Linked DNA regions of Sus scrofa: region 2 is linked to region 1. Evidence: chromatin contacts called from public HiChIP or PLAC-seq data. All regions are on one chromosome and are shown on one strand. Each heading gives the region's core, a stretch centred on a gene start, on an enhancer-like site or on the middle of the called end of the contact. The rest is flanking DNA. Distances are from core to core; before and after follow the strand shown.

Evidence for each region. HiChIP or PLAC-seq counts read pairs in DNA pulled down with a chosen protein or histone mark.
Region 2: a contact with region 1 is called in an H3K27ac HiChIP or PLAC-seq map of alveolar macrophages. The contact joins two enhancer-like sites. A contact is called at or near these places in 3 of 47 Hi-C or Micro-C datasets (brain, embryonic fibroblasts and subcutaneous adipose tissue) and 1 of 2 datasets of contacts at active chromatin or transcription factors (alveolar macrophages).

The regions. Positions count from the first base shown.
Region 1 is chr2:60,492,380-60,500,157 of Sscrofa11.1, reverse strand. It overlaps MYO9B (unconventional myosin-IXb), which reads left to right. Exons shown (of 42, transcript XM_021083575.1): 8 at 2,802-2,931; 9 at 4,679-4,768; 10 at 6,413-6,529; 11 at 7,590-7,724. Among named protein-coding and RNA genes, the nearest start is that of USE1, 42 kb to the right of the region's middle. Within about 2 kb of position 2,982, at least 3 of the 83 cell types and tissues checked have an H3K27ac peak or open chromatin away from gene starts, as enhancers often do. A contact at or near this core is called in alveolar macrophages, where this site is marked.
Region 2 is chr2:60,601,762-60,609,539 of Sscrofa11.1, reverse strand. No RefSeq gene overlaps it. Among named protein-coding and RNA genes, the nearest start is that of CPAMD8, 30 kb to the left of the region's middle. Within about 2 kb of position 4,484, at least 3 of the 83 cell types and tissues checked have an H3K27ac peak or open chromatin away from gene starts, as enhancers often do. A contact at or near this core is called in alveolar macrophages, where this site is marked.

The DNA.
Region 1 (7,778 bases), core at 1,733-4,232:
TTAGGTCACAACTGCAGCTCGGATCTGATCCCTGGCCTGGGAATTCTATTTGCCTTGAGGCAGCCAAAAAAGGGAAGAAAAAGGTTTAACCTCTTCAAAACCTCATGGAGTATTTTCCACACCTGCCCAGGCAACCAAGATACCCAGAAGGAAAGCTTCTGCCCAGTGTGCCACTGGGAGAGCACAAATGGGGCCAGCCGCTGTGGAAAAACTTTTGACAGTTTCCGCTACGGATGTGTGTACACAGCCAAACGCATACATTTGCTCACCCAAAAACACCCACATGAATGCACATAGCCTCATTTACAATAGCCACCAAACCCAGAAACCCTCCCAAATGCCTGCCAACCAGAGATTAAATAAATAAACACATTGCAATATATCCCCTCTGGAGAGGGGCAGATAATAAATATTTTCAGCTTTCTGGGCCAGGCAGCCTCTCTTGCATCTTTTTTGTATTCTGTTTTGTTTCTTAACGACCCTTTAAAAGCTTAAGAACCATTCTGGAGTTCCCGCTGTGGCACTGTAGGTTAAGAATCTGACTGCAGCGGCTCAGGTCTCTGTGGAGGTACAGGTTCAATTCCCATTCTGGCACAGTAAGTTAAAGGATCCAGCATTGCTGAAGCTGCTGAAGCTGCTGCAGCTCGGATACAATCCCTAGCCCAAAAACTTCCATATACCCTGCCCATTTAAAAAAAAAAAAAATCTAGGAGTTCCTGTCATGGCTCAGTGGTTAACAAATCCGACTAGGAACCATGAGGTTGTGGGTTTGATCCCTGGCCTTGCTCAGTGGGTTAAGGATCCAGCATTGCCATGAGCTATGGTGTAGGTTGCAGACGTGGCTCGGATCCCACGTTGCTGTGGCTCTGGTATAGGCCAGCGGCTACAGCTCCGATTAGACCCCTAGCCTGGGAACCTCCATATGCTGTGGGTGCGACCTTAGAAAAGGCAAAAAGACAAAAAAAAAAATCTTAAGAACCACATTCTTAGATTAGGGCCTATACAAAAATGGGCCTTGGTCTCCCGGACTACCCCCCGCCCCACCGCAGCAGTGTTTCTCATTGGGGATCCGATTCTGCTCCCAGGGGATGCTTGGCGTTGTTTGGAGACATTTTTGAGTGTTTCACTACAAGTGTGGGGGATGCCAGGTGGGTGGAGGCCACGTGCCAGCAATGCCAAGGCTGAGAAGTGACAGCATTAAGAATGAACAATGCAGGAGTTCCTGTTGTGGCCCAGCAGAAATGAATCCGACTAGGAACCATGAGGTTGTAGGTTCAATCCCTGGCCGTAGTGGGTTAAAGATCCAGCGTTGCAGTGAGCTATGGTGTAGGTCGCAGTCACAGCTCAGATCTGGTATCGCTATGGCTGTGACATAGGCCGGCATCTGTAGCTCTGATTAGACCCCTAGCCTGGGAACCTCCATATGCCATGGATGAGGCCCTAAAAACACAAAAGACAAAAAAAAAAAAAAACAGCGCCAGAGTTCCTTTGTGTTTCACCGGGTTAAGAACCCAACGCTATCTCCATGAGGATGTGGGTTTAATCCATGGCCTTGCTCAGTGGGTTAAGGATCTGGCATTGCCACAGACTGCAGCATAGGTCACAGATCTGGCTCAGATCCGGTGTTGCTATGGCTGTGATGTAGGCCTCGGCTCTGATTCAGTCCCTGACCCGGGAACTTCCATATGCTGAAGGTGTGGCCATTGAAAAAAAGAGAGAGAAAGAAATGAACAATGCTGGAGTTCCTTGGCCTAGTAGTTAAGGATCTGGCATTGTCACTGCTATGGTCACTGTGTGTCATGGGTTCAATCCCTGGCCCAGGAACCTCCACATTCCGTGGGCTATATGTAAGTACCTGTGATTTCGTTGACATCAAATTCGTAGATGGTGTTAGATGTCAGGACAGCAGTTCCTCCGTGGGGGCTTCCAGGGTCTGCAGTGTTCTATTCCTTGGTCTGAGTGCTAGTTACAAGTAGCTATACATTGTGAGATACTTCATCAAAATTCGGGCTTAGGGAATGGTGAACTTTATTTTGTATGCATGTTATGCCTCCATTAAAAAAAAATTAGGAGTTCCCATCATGGTTCAGCAGTTAACGAACCTGACTAGGATCCGTGAGGACTCAGGTTCAATCCCTGGCCTTGCTCAGTGGGTTAAAGATCCAGCATTGCTGTGAGCTGTGGTGTAGGTCATAGACGCGGCTCGGATCCCGAGTTGCTATGGTTGTGACGTAGGCTGGCGGCTACAGCTCCAATTGGACCACTAGCCTGCGAACCTCCATATGCCACAGGTACAGCCCTAAAAAGAAAAACAAACAAACAAAAAATGAGTTCCTTACATGACTCAATGGTTAACGAACCCGACTAGGATCCATGAGGATGTGGGTTCAATTCCTGGCCTCGCTCAGTGGGTTAAGGATCTGGCGTTGCCATGAGCTGTGGTGTAGGTCTCAGACATGGCCCAGATCTTGCTGTTTCTGTGGCCTAAGCTGTCGGCTGTAGCTCCGATTCAACCCCTAGCCTGGGAACCTCCATATGTTGCGGATGCAGCCCTAGAAAGCAAAAAACAAATTAAAAAATTAGTAAGCACCCCCACTTCCCACTACCACCAAAAAAATAGAAATCTGTGCCTCCAAAATTCCATTCCACTGAGTGTCCCCAATGAAGGATTCAGCATTTTTCAGGCTTCGTGCGGTTTGATTGGAATTACTGGTTTTATGAATTCAGCCAAGTTCACTGGAAGCTTCTGATGTCTTACCATTGGGGAAGCTGCCCCAACCCAGGCTCCTTTTCTCCCCCAGGATTTTTTCCATCCTCTCAGCCATCCTGTACCTGGGCAATGTCACTTACAAGAAGAGAGCCACGGGCCGAGACGAAGGCCTGGAGGTTGGGCCCCCCGAGGTCCTCGACACGCTGTCACAGCTCCTGAAGGTACTGCCCCCTGTTCTCAGCCACAGTGACCCCCAAGGCCCAGAACTTCCTGCACTGGCTGCACTTCTGTAAACTGGAGCCTGTCTGCCTGCTTCCTCCCCTGGGCCATCACTGCCATGCCCCTTCCGCATTTCTTTCCTTTTTTCTTTTTTTTTTTTTTTTTAACTCAGGTATAATTGACATATGACATTATTGCAGTTTCAGCTACCCAACAAGGCTTCAGTGTTTGAATATGTTGAAAAATCACCACCAGGAGAGGTCCACTTAACATCTGCCACCCTAAACTTAGCTACAGAATTTTTTGTTTCTCTTGTGATGAGAACTTTTCAGATCTCCTCTTTTAGCAACTTTGTTATGCAAGTTGTACACTGCCTCCCCATGACTTATTTTATAACTGGAAGTTTATGCCTTTTGACCACCATCACATGCTTCATGCACCCTCCAGCACCAGCAACCACCAGCCTGTTCTCTGTATCTATGAGCTTGGGGCTTTGGGGAGGTTGTTTTTCATTTTTTCAGATTCCACGTAGAAGTGAGATCGTACAGCATTTGTCTTTCTCTGTCTGACTTACTTCACTTAGCATAATGCCTTCAAGGTCCATCCGTTCCTCATTTCTTGTTTTAAAATTTTTATTGAAATATAATTGATTTACCATGGTGTGTTAGTTTCAGATGTACAGCAAAGTGATTGATTCTTTTTTTAGATTCTTTCCCATTAGCGGTTATTACAAGATGATGAGCATAGTTCCTGGTCCTTGTTGGTTATCTACTTTCTGTATAGCAGTGTATTTTTTAATCCCAAACTCCTAATTTATTCCTCCCCCTGCTTTTTCCCCTTTGGTAACAGTAAGGGGTTTTTCTGTTTTTGTTTTTGGGGGATTTTTGTAGGTGATTTTTTTTTTTTTAATTAAAGCATAATTGATTGGAGTTCCCATTGTGGCTCAGCGGAAACAAATCTGACTAGTATCCATGAGGACGCAGGTTTGATCCCCAGCCTTGCTCAGCGGGTTAAGGATCCGGCGTTGCCCTGAGCTGTGGTGGAAGTCACAGATGTGGCTTGGATCTGGCGTTGCTGTGGCTCTGGTGTAGGCCGGCAGCTACAGCTCTGATTCATCCCCTAGCCAGGGAACCTCCATATACCATGGGTGTGGCCCTAAAAAGACACACACACACAAAGTATAGTTGATTTAAAACGTGCCTGTAAGTTTGTTTTTGACCACTCTTGGCTGTCAGTCAAGCCTGTGGGTGTGAAAATTCTGAGACACACCGAGTATAGCTCACACCGTGGGTTGGCAGCCCTGAGGGTGGGCTTTGGGCTCACTTCCTGGCCCAGCTGCTGGCGTCCCACCTTCCTCAGGCCTTGCCTCAGTGATACAAGGATCCAGTCAATGAGCTCCCCAGCTCCTCTCCTTTCTGGTTTTTTGTTTTTGTTTTTGTTTTTGTTTTTTAACTCATTTGTTTATTTATTTTTCAGTTGAAGTATAGTTGGTTTACAGTTTACAGTTGTATTAGTTTCTAGTATAGCACAGTGATTCAGATATCTGTGTCTGTCTGTGTGTGCGTGTGTTCTTTTTCAGATTCTTTTCCATTATAGGTTATTACAAGATATTGAATGTAATTCCCTGTGCTATATAGTAGGACCTTGTTGTTTATCTCTTTTATGTATAGTAGTATGTCTCTGTTATTGCCAAGCTCTTACTTTATTCCTCTCCCCACCCCCTTCTCTTCCTCCTTGACCTTGAAACAGGTGAAGCGAGAAATCTTGGTGGAAGTTCTGACCAAAAGAAAAACGGTGACTTCTAATGACAAACTCATCCTTCCCTATAGTCTCAGTGAGGTGAGCACTGCCCCAGCCTCTCATAGGGTGCTGGGTCCAAAAATATGAGTACAGAGGGCAGCATGGGGAGGTGTCACAAAATATGAGTTGCAGGGCCATCTTTGGAACCAGGCGGCACAGGTGGTCTTTTTCCTCCCCCTAAAGTGGCAGTGGAGAACCCTGGTGGAACCTCTGGTTCTTCTGTGAGCTCAGGAGCACCACAAACCAACCAACTCATACAGCTCAAGGGCCAGAGCTGGGGCCATGTGTGTTGGTCCCTGTGTGTCCAGCTACTCAGTAGTCACAGTGGTTCTCACCAGCAGAGAATAGCCACCTGAGGTGCCCCGATTACTTCTGTCAATAAAATTTAATTGGCACTTGGCCACACCCACTCATTTACATACGGCTCACTTGTTGCAGCGGCAGAGCTGGTCTGAAAAGCTGATACCATTCACTGGCCCTTTCCTGAGAAAGCTTGCTGACCCAGGGCTCGAGTGTGACCTTTACAACCACTGTGTTAGTCCCTAAATCTTGATAAGGTGCCTCTCTCTGGCCTTTGCCCCAGCCTCGATGGTTTTTTTTTGTGACGTGTTTTTCTTGTGTTTTTACACCTCAAGAGCAATGTGACTTGCAGCTTGGAGAGCAGCAGGAAAGTACCTAGCCACGGGGGTAGGGGGGATTTTCAGCTGATGGTGGAAGCTTCTGAGGCATCTAAAATGGGTGCCCCAGACAGTCTGAGTCCCCATGGGCAAAGGCACCCGGCCACGTTGCATGAAAGTCACTGTAGGTCACCTGAGATGGCAGCACGGCTGCCCTCCAGAGGTGCCAAGCTGAGCAGATCAGGTAGATATGGGGCTGTGTCCTTCAAGGCCCCATTGCCACAAAACCAGAAGGGCTTGTCCTAGATCTTGATAGCAGGTAAGGAAGTCTTGTCACAATTTAGACCTAAGGACATTCAAAGAAGGAATTTCTTTGGGGGGGGGGGGAGTTCCCCTGTGACTCAATGGATTAAGAACCCACATAGTGTCCATGTGGATATGGGTTCGATTCCTGGTCTTGCTCACTGGTTAAGGATCCGCAAGCTACAGGGCAGGTCTCAGATACAGCTTGGATCCAGTGTTGACGTGGCTGTGGCTGTGGCCTGCAGCTGCAGCTCTGACTTGACCCCTAGTCCAGGAACTGCACCTATCGCCATAAAAAAAATTAAAAAGGGGGAAAAAGAAATTGCTTGTATATAAACGAGACCCTAACAAGCCTTCTTTTTTTTAATTATAAAAGCCATTACTGCTTTTAGGCACCCAGTGGCCTCCCCATGGTGCTTCCAGAACCAGAAGGGGCATGGCTTTAAACCAGTTCAGCCTCCTAGTTAGTTCTCTGGTGACACCCTCCCTGAGCCTGCGTGCCCACCTCAGCAGTCCCCAGGGTGTTCCGAGGAGCAAGCCAGCACATGAGAAATACTTGGCCAAACCCTCAGGCCTTCGGGTCAGGGCTTCACACTTCATGCTTGGGTGTGCAAGGACGTCCACGCTAACAGGATGGTGTGCAAAGTGAGAAGGGGGTGTGTCAGATGAGTTGGGTGTTTCAGGTCACCACCTCAGTCTCCCAGTGTGTGCAGACCTCAGGAGCCCAGCTTGCCGAGATATGACACCCTCTCTGTGCCCACAGGCCATCACTGCCCGTGACTCCATGGCCAAGTCCCTGTACAGTGCCCTCTTTGATTGGATCGTGCTGCGGATCAACCACGCCCTCCTCAACAAGAAGGACATGGAAGAATCTGTCTCGGTGAGGGCCACACATCCTTAGCAGGCGACCCATGACATTTGCCGCAATCAGCATTTGATGAGAGGCCCGTTCCTCCCAGGCAGACCCAGGGAGCAAATGGGATGTGATTCTCAGGGCCTAGCACAGAATGAAAACATAGGGCTCCTTGTTTAATGTCACAAGTTCTAAAGCAGCAGCAACAGCAGGAGTTCTGGTTGTGGTTCAGTGGTAATGAACCCGACTAGCATTCATGAGGACTAGGGTTTGATCTCTGGCCTCATTCAGTGGGTTAAGGATCCAGCGTTGCCATGAGCTGCAGCATAGTTTGCAGATGAAGCTTGGATCTGGCGTGACTGTGGCTGTGGTGTAGGCTGGGTCCAATTTGACCCCCTAGCCTCAGAACTTCCTTATGCCACAGGTGTGGCCCTAAAAAAAAAAAAGAAAAGAAAATTAGAAAGAAAAAAAAAAGGAGTTCCGTTTATGGCTCAGTGGGTTAAGAACCTGACTAGTATCCATGAGGATGCAAGTTCGATCCATGGCCTTGCTCAGTGGGTTAAGGATCCAGCGTTGCCATGAGCTGTGGTGTAGGTCACAGACAGGCTCAGAGCCTGCAATGCTGTGTCTGTGGTGTAGGCCGGCAGCTGTAGCTCCAATTCGACCCCTAGCCTGGGAACTTCCATGTGCCTCAAATGCAGCCCTAAAAAGGAAAAAAAAAAAAAAAAGAGGAGTTCCCGTCGTGGCACAGTGGTTAACGAATCCCACTAGGAACCATGAGGTTGCAGGTTCGATCCCTGGCCTTGCTCCGTGGGTTAAAGATCTGGCGATGCCGTGAGCTGTGGTGTAGGTTGCAGACGCGGCTTGGATCCAGCATTGCTGTGGCTGTGGTGTAGGCCGGTGGCTACAGCTCTGGTTAGACCTCTAGCCTGGGAACCTCCATATGCTGTGGGAGCGGCCCTAGAAAAGGCAAAAAAAGACACACACACACAAAAAAAAAAGACAGCAGAGCAGGCCCCCACCACCAGCCAGGTTGCTCCCGAGGGAGAACCCACCCGTAATGACCGTTCTCTCCATCTCCCTCCAGTGCCTGTCTATCGGGGTCCTTGACATCTTTGGGTTTGAGGACTTTGAGAGGAACAGTTTTGAACAGTTCTGCATCAACTACGCAAACGAGCAGCTCCAGTACTACTTCAACCAGCACATCTTCAAACTGGAGCAGGTAAGGAAATTCCATCTTATTGGCCTGTCTGGCCCGGGGCGGGGAACAGAATGA
Region 2 (7,778 bases), core at 3,235-5,734, 110 kb before region 1:
TGTACACGTACAAACAGCGAAAGAGATAAGTATTATGTTAGGGGTAGAGTCTACCACACTGCATTCATTAAAGGCAAAGAAAATAAAAAACAAGACAATTATATTAAATTTTTTATATAAATTCTTTTAATAATTTTTTTCCTTTTTCTTTTTAGGGCCAAACCTGCAGCATATAGGAGTTCCTGGGATAGGGGTTGAATTGGAGCTGCAGCTGCCAACCTATGCCACAGCCATAGCAGATCCGAGCTGCATATGCGACCTACACAGCAGCTTGTGGCAATGCCAGACCCTTAACCCACTGAGCAAAGCCAGGAATCAAACCCAAGTCCTCACAGGCACTGTGTCAAGTTCTTAACCCATTGAGCCACAACGGGGACTCCCTTAAAATTTTTTTAAAAATTTACATGCAAGTTAAAAAAAATAAATAAATAAAATAAAATTTTTAATAAAACATTCTTTGGCCACACCCTTGGCATGCAGAAATTCCTGGACCAGGGATCGAACCAGCACCACAGCAATGACAATGCTGAATCCTGAATACACTGAGCCACCAGGGAATTCCACAAACCAGGTTCTTGTGCATAGAAGCCAGATTACTCAGAAGTGACCATCACTGTCCCTGTTTGCAGGGGACAGATGCGGGCCCAGGGAGATGGTACCGTTCATCGCATGGTCACCTGAAACACCGCAGGGTGGGATTCAAGCACAGCCTCTGGCTCCATAGTCCCTCACCTCCACCCATGTTCATTGTAATTCCTTGGTGTCAAGTGGAGCCTGTGATTCCCCTGTGTGGACCTATCCCAGACCTTGACTGTGGCATGTCCTTGAAAAGAAATGTCTGAACCTGAGTTATACCAGCTGAGATGGTGCAGACCCAGATCGTTCTGCATTTTTCTTTTTTTTTTTTCTTTTTCAGGGTCGCACCATGGCATGTGGAAGTTCTGGGCTAGGGGTCAAATGGGAACTGTAGCCGCCGGCCTAGGCCACAGCCACAGCAACATGGGATCTGAGCCGCATCTGTGACCTACACCACAGCTGTAGCAACTCAGGCTCCTTAATCCACTGAGCAAGGCCAGGGAACAAACCCGAGTCCTCATAGATACTAGTTGGGTCCTTAACCTGCTGAGCCGCATAGGGAACTCCTGCCTTTTTCTGATAAAGGCCCATCCAATTCTCACCAGTTACTTCAGGGCTTTCTCACGATTCTTCATGCCTCTCCCAGTCCACTCCAGTTCCTGTACATGGAGGCCACAGCTCTCCCCTTGAATCGAGGTAGGCTAGGCAGGAGTCTGAAAGCTGCTTCTTGTCCAAACTCACTAAAGGAACTCAGGCCAGATCGTGATCTGTGCAGTGAGAGGGCCACCCCAGGAGACAGGTGGTCCCTGGCACCAAAGCCACAACGCCCTCTTTTCCGTGGAAGCCCCTTCTTATCTCTGGACCCTCTGTTAGCTTCCTGGAGCTACTGTAACAAATAGCTACAGACTTGATGGCTTAAAATAACAGAAATTTATGGTATAACCACTATGGAAAACTGTATGGAGGGTCCTCAAAAAGTAAGAACAGAACTATCATAGGATCTAGCAATCCCACTCCTAGTCATATATCCAGAGAAATCCATAATTGGAAAAGATACATGCTCCCCAATGTTCATAGCATCTGTATTTACAATAGCCAAGATATGGAAGCAACCTAAATGTCCACCAAGAGAGGAACGGATAAAGAAGATATGGTACATATACACAATGGAATATTACTCAGCCATGAAAATCAATGAAATGCCATTTGAAGTAACACACATGGACCTAGAGATTATCATATTAAGTGAAGTAAGTCAGAGAAAAAGTATCTTATGATATCATTTATATGTGGAATCGAAAAATACAAAAGAACTTATTTGCAGAACAGAAACAGACTTACAGATTTCAAAAACAGAGTTCCTGCTGTGGCTCAGCAGGTTAAGAATCTGACACAGTATCTGTGAGGATGCAGACCCAATCCCCAACCTCACTCAGTGGGTTAAAGATCTGGCATTGTGGCAAGCTATGGTGTAGGTTGCAGCTGCAGCTCGGATCTGGCATTGCTGTAGCTGTGGCATGGGCTTCAACTGCACCTCCAATTCAACCCCTAGCCCAGGAACTTCCATATGTCACAGGCACGGCCATAAAAAGGAAGAAAAAAGGATCCTTCATTTAATTACTTCTGCAAAGACCCTTTTCCAAGTAATTCACCCAGGTTCTAGGGGTGAAGATAACTTTTCAGAGAGCCAATATTCACCCCCACTGAGGCCCCCAGACCAGGTGTCTGCCTGAGCTTCACCAGTTGTTTGGGTAAATCTCATTCTTTTTATTCCCATTCCAGGTAGTGCCCCAGACAGTGTCCCAAACCCTCTCATGATGCAGAATTCTCTTTGAAGACCAGCAATCCCAGGATTGAAACCTCCACCACAGTTAACTACCACTTGAATGTTGCACGTTACATAATCAGACAGGCTGCACAAGTCCAGGCCACTGTCCAAGGTGTGGAGCTGAGAGGTTCCAGGACAGAGCTGGGGCTAACACCCAACCCATATGATGCCAGTGCAGCAGTGAAATGTGAAACGAAGTGTGCCAAGTCATAAAGGGTGATGATATTCCAGGATACTTGCCACAAAAATAGTGCCCACGAGACTGCAGGTGAAAGAGAGGCACGTTACAACTGTATATTTCCACTTCGTTTCTGTATGAAATTCGAATGGAATTATTTGCTCTGAAATGTGAGTCCTGCTGATCTCTCACAGGTGACAGTTCTGGGTGATTCGCCACGCAACTCTGGATGATCTCAATTTTCTACAAGGAACCTGTCAAAAAAAAGTCCCTAAGGTATAAGAGATACTGAAACACGAATACAATCTGTGGTAGTCGCTATTTTATTCTTTCTTCTAAGCAAGCAGAGACATGAGTGATTTCAGCTCAATTGATGGGTGGTGGCAGCAGCTGGGCGTAACTGGCCAGAGGGCTGAAAAACATGGACACTGGAGAGCCGGGGACTTGCTGCCCCCTAGAGGCCATTTGGAGAACCCCAGCGCCAGGACCACAAGAGGGAAGATGGAAGAAAAGCAGAAAGCTGTGTGAGACCCCTCTGAACAGAGCTCTGGTTCCTGCAATGCCGCCCCCCCCCCCCCGCCCCCTGCGCCGCCATCTCCTCCGTGAAGACCTGGCCTCATAGTGGCCTCTCATGGGTGCTTTGCTCCTCCACCCCCAGCCACAGGCAGGGGCGCTGTCCACTTTGAGCCCCCAATTCACCTTTCAACCAACCTGAGTCCCATCCCCTCCACAGGACTGCCACCCAGCTAAGAAGGACTTTGCAGAGAGCAGGTGCTCCATCTCACCTCCCAGTGAAGAACCTGGCCCGAGAGGGCACCTCAAAGATAAACTGAGGCATGAGTGACCTCAAGACTGCCTCTCTGTGGCCTCTTCCTTCTGGTCCCATCCCCTCCATCTACTTCAGTCCATTCTGTGCTGACTACAGGTTCCAACATAATATCCTGCAATTCCACTTCTGCATATTAATGCAGAGGAAACAAAATGACTAACTGGAAAAGATATTGAGTGATTATGCACCATGTTCACTGCAGCATAATTTACAATAGCCAAGACATAGAAGCAACCTAAGTGCCCACTGACAGATGAATGGATAAAGAAAACGTGACATAGTGGGAGGGACTGGGAGTTTGGGGTTAGTAGATGCAAATTATGACATTTAGAATCGATAAGCAATGAGGTCCTGCTGTACAGCGCAGGGAACTCTATCCAGACTCTTGGGATAGACCATGATGGAAGATAATATAAGAAAGGGAATGGATATATATGACTGGGTCACCTTGCTGTCCAGCAGAAATTGGCACGACATTGTAAATCAACTGTACTTTAATTTTTTAAAAAAAGGTGAAGCCCTCATGAATAAGTGCCCTTAACAAAGAGACCCCAGAGAGCTTCCTCTCCCCTTCCACCACACGAGGACACAGAAAGAAGATGCTGTGGGTGAAACAGGATGCAGGCCCTCACCAGACACCCAATCTACTGACACCTTGATCTTGGATTTTCAGAACTGAAATACAGTTTCTGTGGTTTTTAGGTTGCCCAGTCTAAGATATTTGGTTATAACAGCCCAAACAGTAAGACAACCTGTTCTCAATTCTTTTGGGTATATAACTAGGGAGGGGAATTGCAAAGGTATTTAAGAGCAGAAGGAGTGTGTGAAACAGCTCTGATCTTCAGGAAGTGATGAGAATGGTAGCAAATTTTGTTCTCAGGCATGTGAAGGTAAAATTCCGTCCCCCCATAATGAAAAGTCAGAAGAAGGAGCTGGCACAGTTTTGGTGTGATGGCAGATCTGGAGTGCGTTGAGGGGTGAGAGAAAATCCGGGGAAATGGGAAGAGGTTATAACTCCCCCCCCATAGAGTCAGTCACTTCCTTCCCTGTGTGCCTCCAGAGAAGAGCTGCGTCACCATGGTGATGACATTCTTTGGCATCATTTCATTGTTTTGTGATTGCTTCCCCACCAGTGCCCTGACAGCAAGATTCTTAGAGAAGATTTGAGCCCTGCAGTTTCTTGTCTCTCATCTGCTATGACGGCGTCACCCAGCCTCTCCTTCTAGAAGCTGTCACCAAATTGACATGAGACCACCGTTTTTCTGATTGTGGACCTGACCTGTGTTCATTACCAAAAAATGGAAAATGTAGACCAGGAGGACAGAAGCTCACTCATGATCTGTCACGCAGTTCATCACTGTTGGTGGATTCAGTGTTCAATTCTAGTCAGCGCACTCATTCTATAAGGAGTCTGGGGAGGTCCCTCACCAATGCAACATTTTGTCCAACTCCTCACAGGCCTGCCTCTCCAGCAATAGTGGGCAGCTCTTCTTTGGCATGAGAGCAATGCACAAAAAGCCCAACTATTTCTTGGCCCACAAACTCTCATTCAAAGTGATGACACCCGGAGTTCCCATTGTGGCTCAGTGGTTAACAAATCCTGCTAGGAACCATGAGGTTGCAGGTTCAATTCCTGGCCTTGCTCAGTGGGTTAAGGATCCGGAGCTGTGGTGCAGGTCACAGACACGGCTCGGATCCCGAGTTGCTGTGGCTCTGGCATAAGCCAGTGGCTGGAGCTCCTATTGGACCCCTAGCCTGGGAACCTCCATATGCCATGAGATCAGCCCTAGAAAAGGCAAAAAGACCAAAAAAAAAATTGGTGACACCCTTTGCAATAGCTAAGACATAGAAACCACCTAAATGTCCATTGACAGATGAATGGATTAAGAAGATGTAGTACAGGAGTTCTGCAGTGGCTCAGTGGTCAACGAATCTGACTAGGAACCATAAGGTTGTTGGTTCGATCCCTGGCCTCAATCAGTGGGTTAAGGATTCCAGTGTTTCCATGAGCTGTGGTGTAGGTTGAAGACGTGGCTCGAATCTGGCATTGCTGTGGCTGTGGTGTAGGCCAGCAGCTATAGCTCTGATTATACGCCTAGCCTGGGAACCTCCATATGCCATGGGTATGGCCCTAGAAAAGACAAAAAAAAAAAAAAAAAAGATGTAGTACATATACACAGTGGAATACTACTCAGCCCATAAAAAGGAAAGAAATAATGCCATTTGCAGCAACACGCTTGCAGCTAGAGATTGTCATACTAAGTGAAGGAAGTCAGAAAAAGAAAGACAAATAGCATATGATATCACTTATATATAGAACCTAATATATGTCACAAATGAATCTATCTACGGAACAGAAACAGACTCACAGACAGAGAGAGCAAACTTGTAGTTGCCAAGGTGGAGGGAGTGGGATGTACTGGAAGTTTGGGGTTAGTAGATGAAAATTATTATATTTAGAATGGATAAGCAGCGAGGTCCCTATATCCAGTTTCTTGGGATAAACATGATGGAAGAGACCATAAGAAAGGTAATGGACACACCACACACACACACACACACACACACACACACACACACACACAACTGGGTCACTGTGCTGTATAGCAGAAATTGGCACAACGTTATAAATCGACTATTCTTTAATTTTTAAAAATGGAGGGAAAAAATGGTGTCTGCTCTGAGTCCATTGGAAAAACTACATCCTTTTACAATTTAGATTTCCCACTTTACTTTTAAGATCAGGGTCAGCAAATCTTTTCTAGGCCAGATGGTAAGTATTTCAGGCTTCGCAGGCCAGATAGTCTGTCCCAAAGACTCGACTCTGCTGTTACTGACTGAAAGCAGCCACAGACCTTAGTACCCACGTGGCTGTGGCTGTGTTCCCATAAAACTTTATGTGCAGGCATAGGAGGAAGTCCAGGTTTGGCTTGAAGTCTGTCGTTAGCCAACCCCAGTTTAGATTTTTGCAGGAGGTTGTTCTAATTCTCAGCCCAGTCATGGCTGAGAAGCAGTCACACAGAGATGCCATCTGGTCTTTTCTTCTGCAATGAATGAGATCCATGAATGAAGCTGAGAGAGATGGTGTGGCTGATAGAGGAGAGGAGGCATAAGGAATAGGCCTGCCCCATCATAGAGGTTATTACATAGAGCAATTCCAACCACAGGGTCACTGGACAATTGGGTTGGGAGAGCACTACTGGCATCTGGTGAGTGTGTTAGAAACAGCAGAGACTGGAGCAATGAGATCTCAAGCAGGTTTATCGACCAACAGAGTGGCCAGGAGCACTGAGCAGAGAGAACTCAGGCTCCCCCCCATTTAAAGAGCAGTTAGTTATGTAGGGAAAGGGGTAGTTTCTATTTTTAGCACAGGTTTCTGATGGAGTAGGAAACAGGGGAGATACAGGTTATATCGTTACAATTTAACCAGCTATTTTTGCCTTGAAGCTTTGTGTTTCATTTTATACCAAGGCCATCTGGCTTTTGGCACATTTTGGTTCAGGTTGGGTTTTGTTTGTTTGTTTGTTTGTTTTGGTCTTTTTGTCTTTTTAGGGCCCCACCCCCGGCACATGGAGGTTTCCAGGCTAGGGGTCTAATCGGAGTCACAGCTGCCAACCTACACCACAGCCACAGCAATGCCAGATCCGAGCCACATTGGCGACTTACACCAGAGCTCACGGCAATGCCAGATCCTTAACCCACTGAGTGAGGCCAGGGATGGAACCTGCGTCCTCATGGATGCTAGTCGGGTTCATTAACCGCTGAGTCTGGACAGGAACTCCCACATTTTAGTTCTTTTACAGTTGCCACCTAACAGGATGGAGATCAGAGATGCTGCCCAACATCTCTCAATGTGCAGGATGGCCCCCACACCAAAGAATGATCTGGCGCCAAACATCAACAGTGCTGATGTTGAGACAACATAACTTAAATGTAAGCATGACAACTTAGAAAGCCTGTTCGCCTGAGCTCCATTGTATGAATTTCCTAGAAATAGAATACATGCGGATGAGAAAATATTTGACCAAAATGTTAAAGGAACACAAAAATGCAGTAAGAATAACAAGCAAGCATCCTTCCAAACTCAGGGTCCCCAGCGCCCTCACTCTGAACATAGCTTCTCTCAACACGTTTTTGTTTCTGGTTTTTTTGTTTGTTTGTTTTTGGCTTTTCAGGACCGCAGCTGCAGCATATGGAGGTTCCCAGGCTAGGGGTCCAATCAGAGCTACAGCTGCTGGCCTATGCCAGAGCCACAGCAATGCAGGATCCGGGCCACGTCTTCGACTTACACAGCTCATGGCAACGCCAGATCCTTAACCCACTGAGCGAGGCCAGGGATCGAACCCGCAACCTCATGGTTCCTAGTC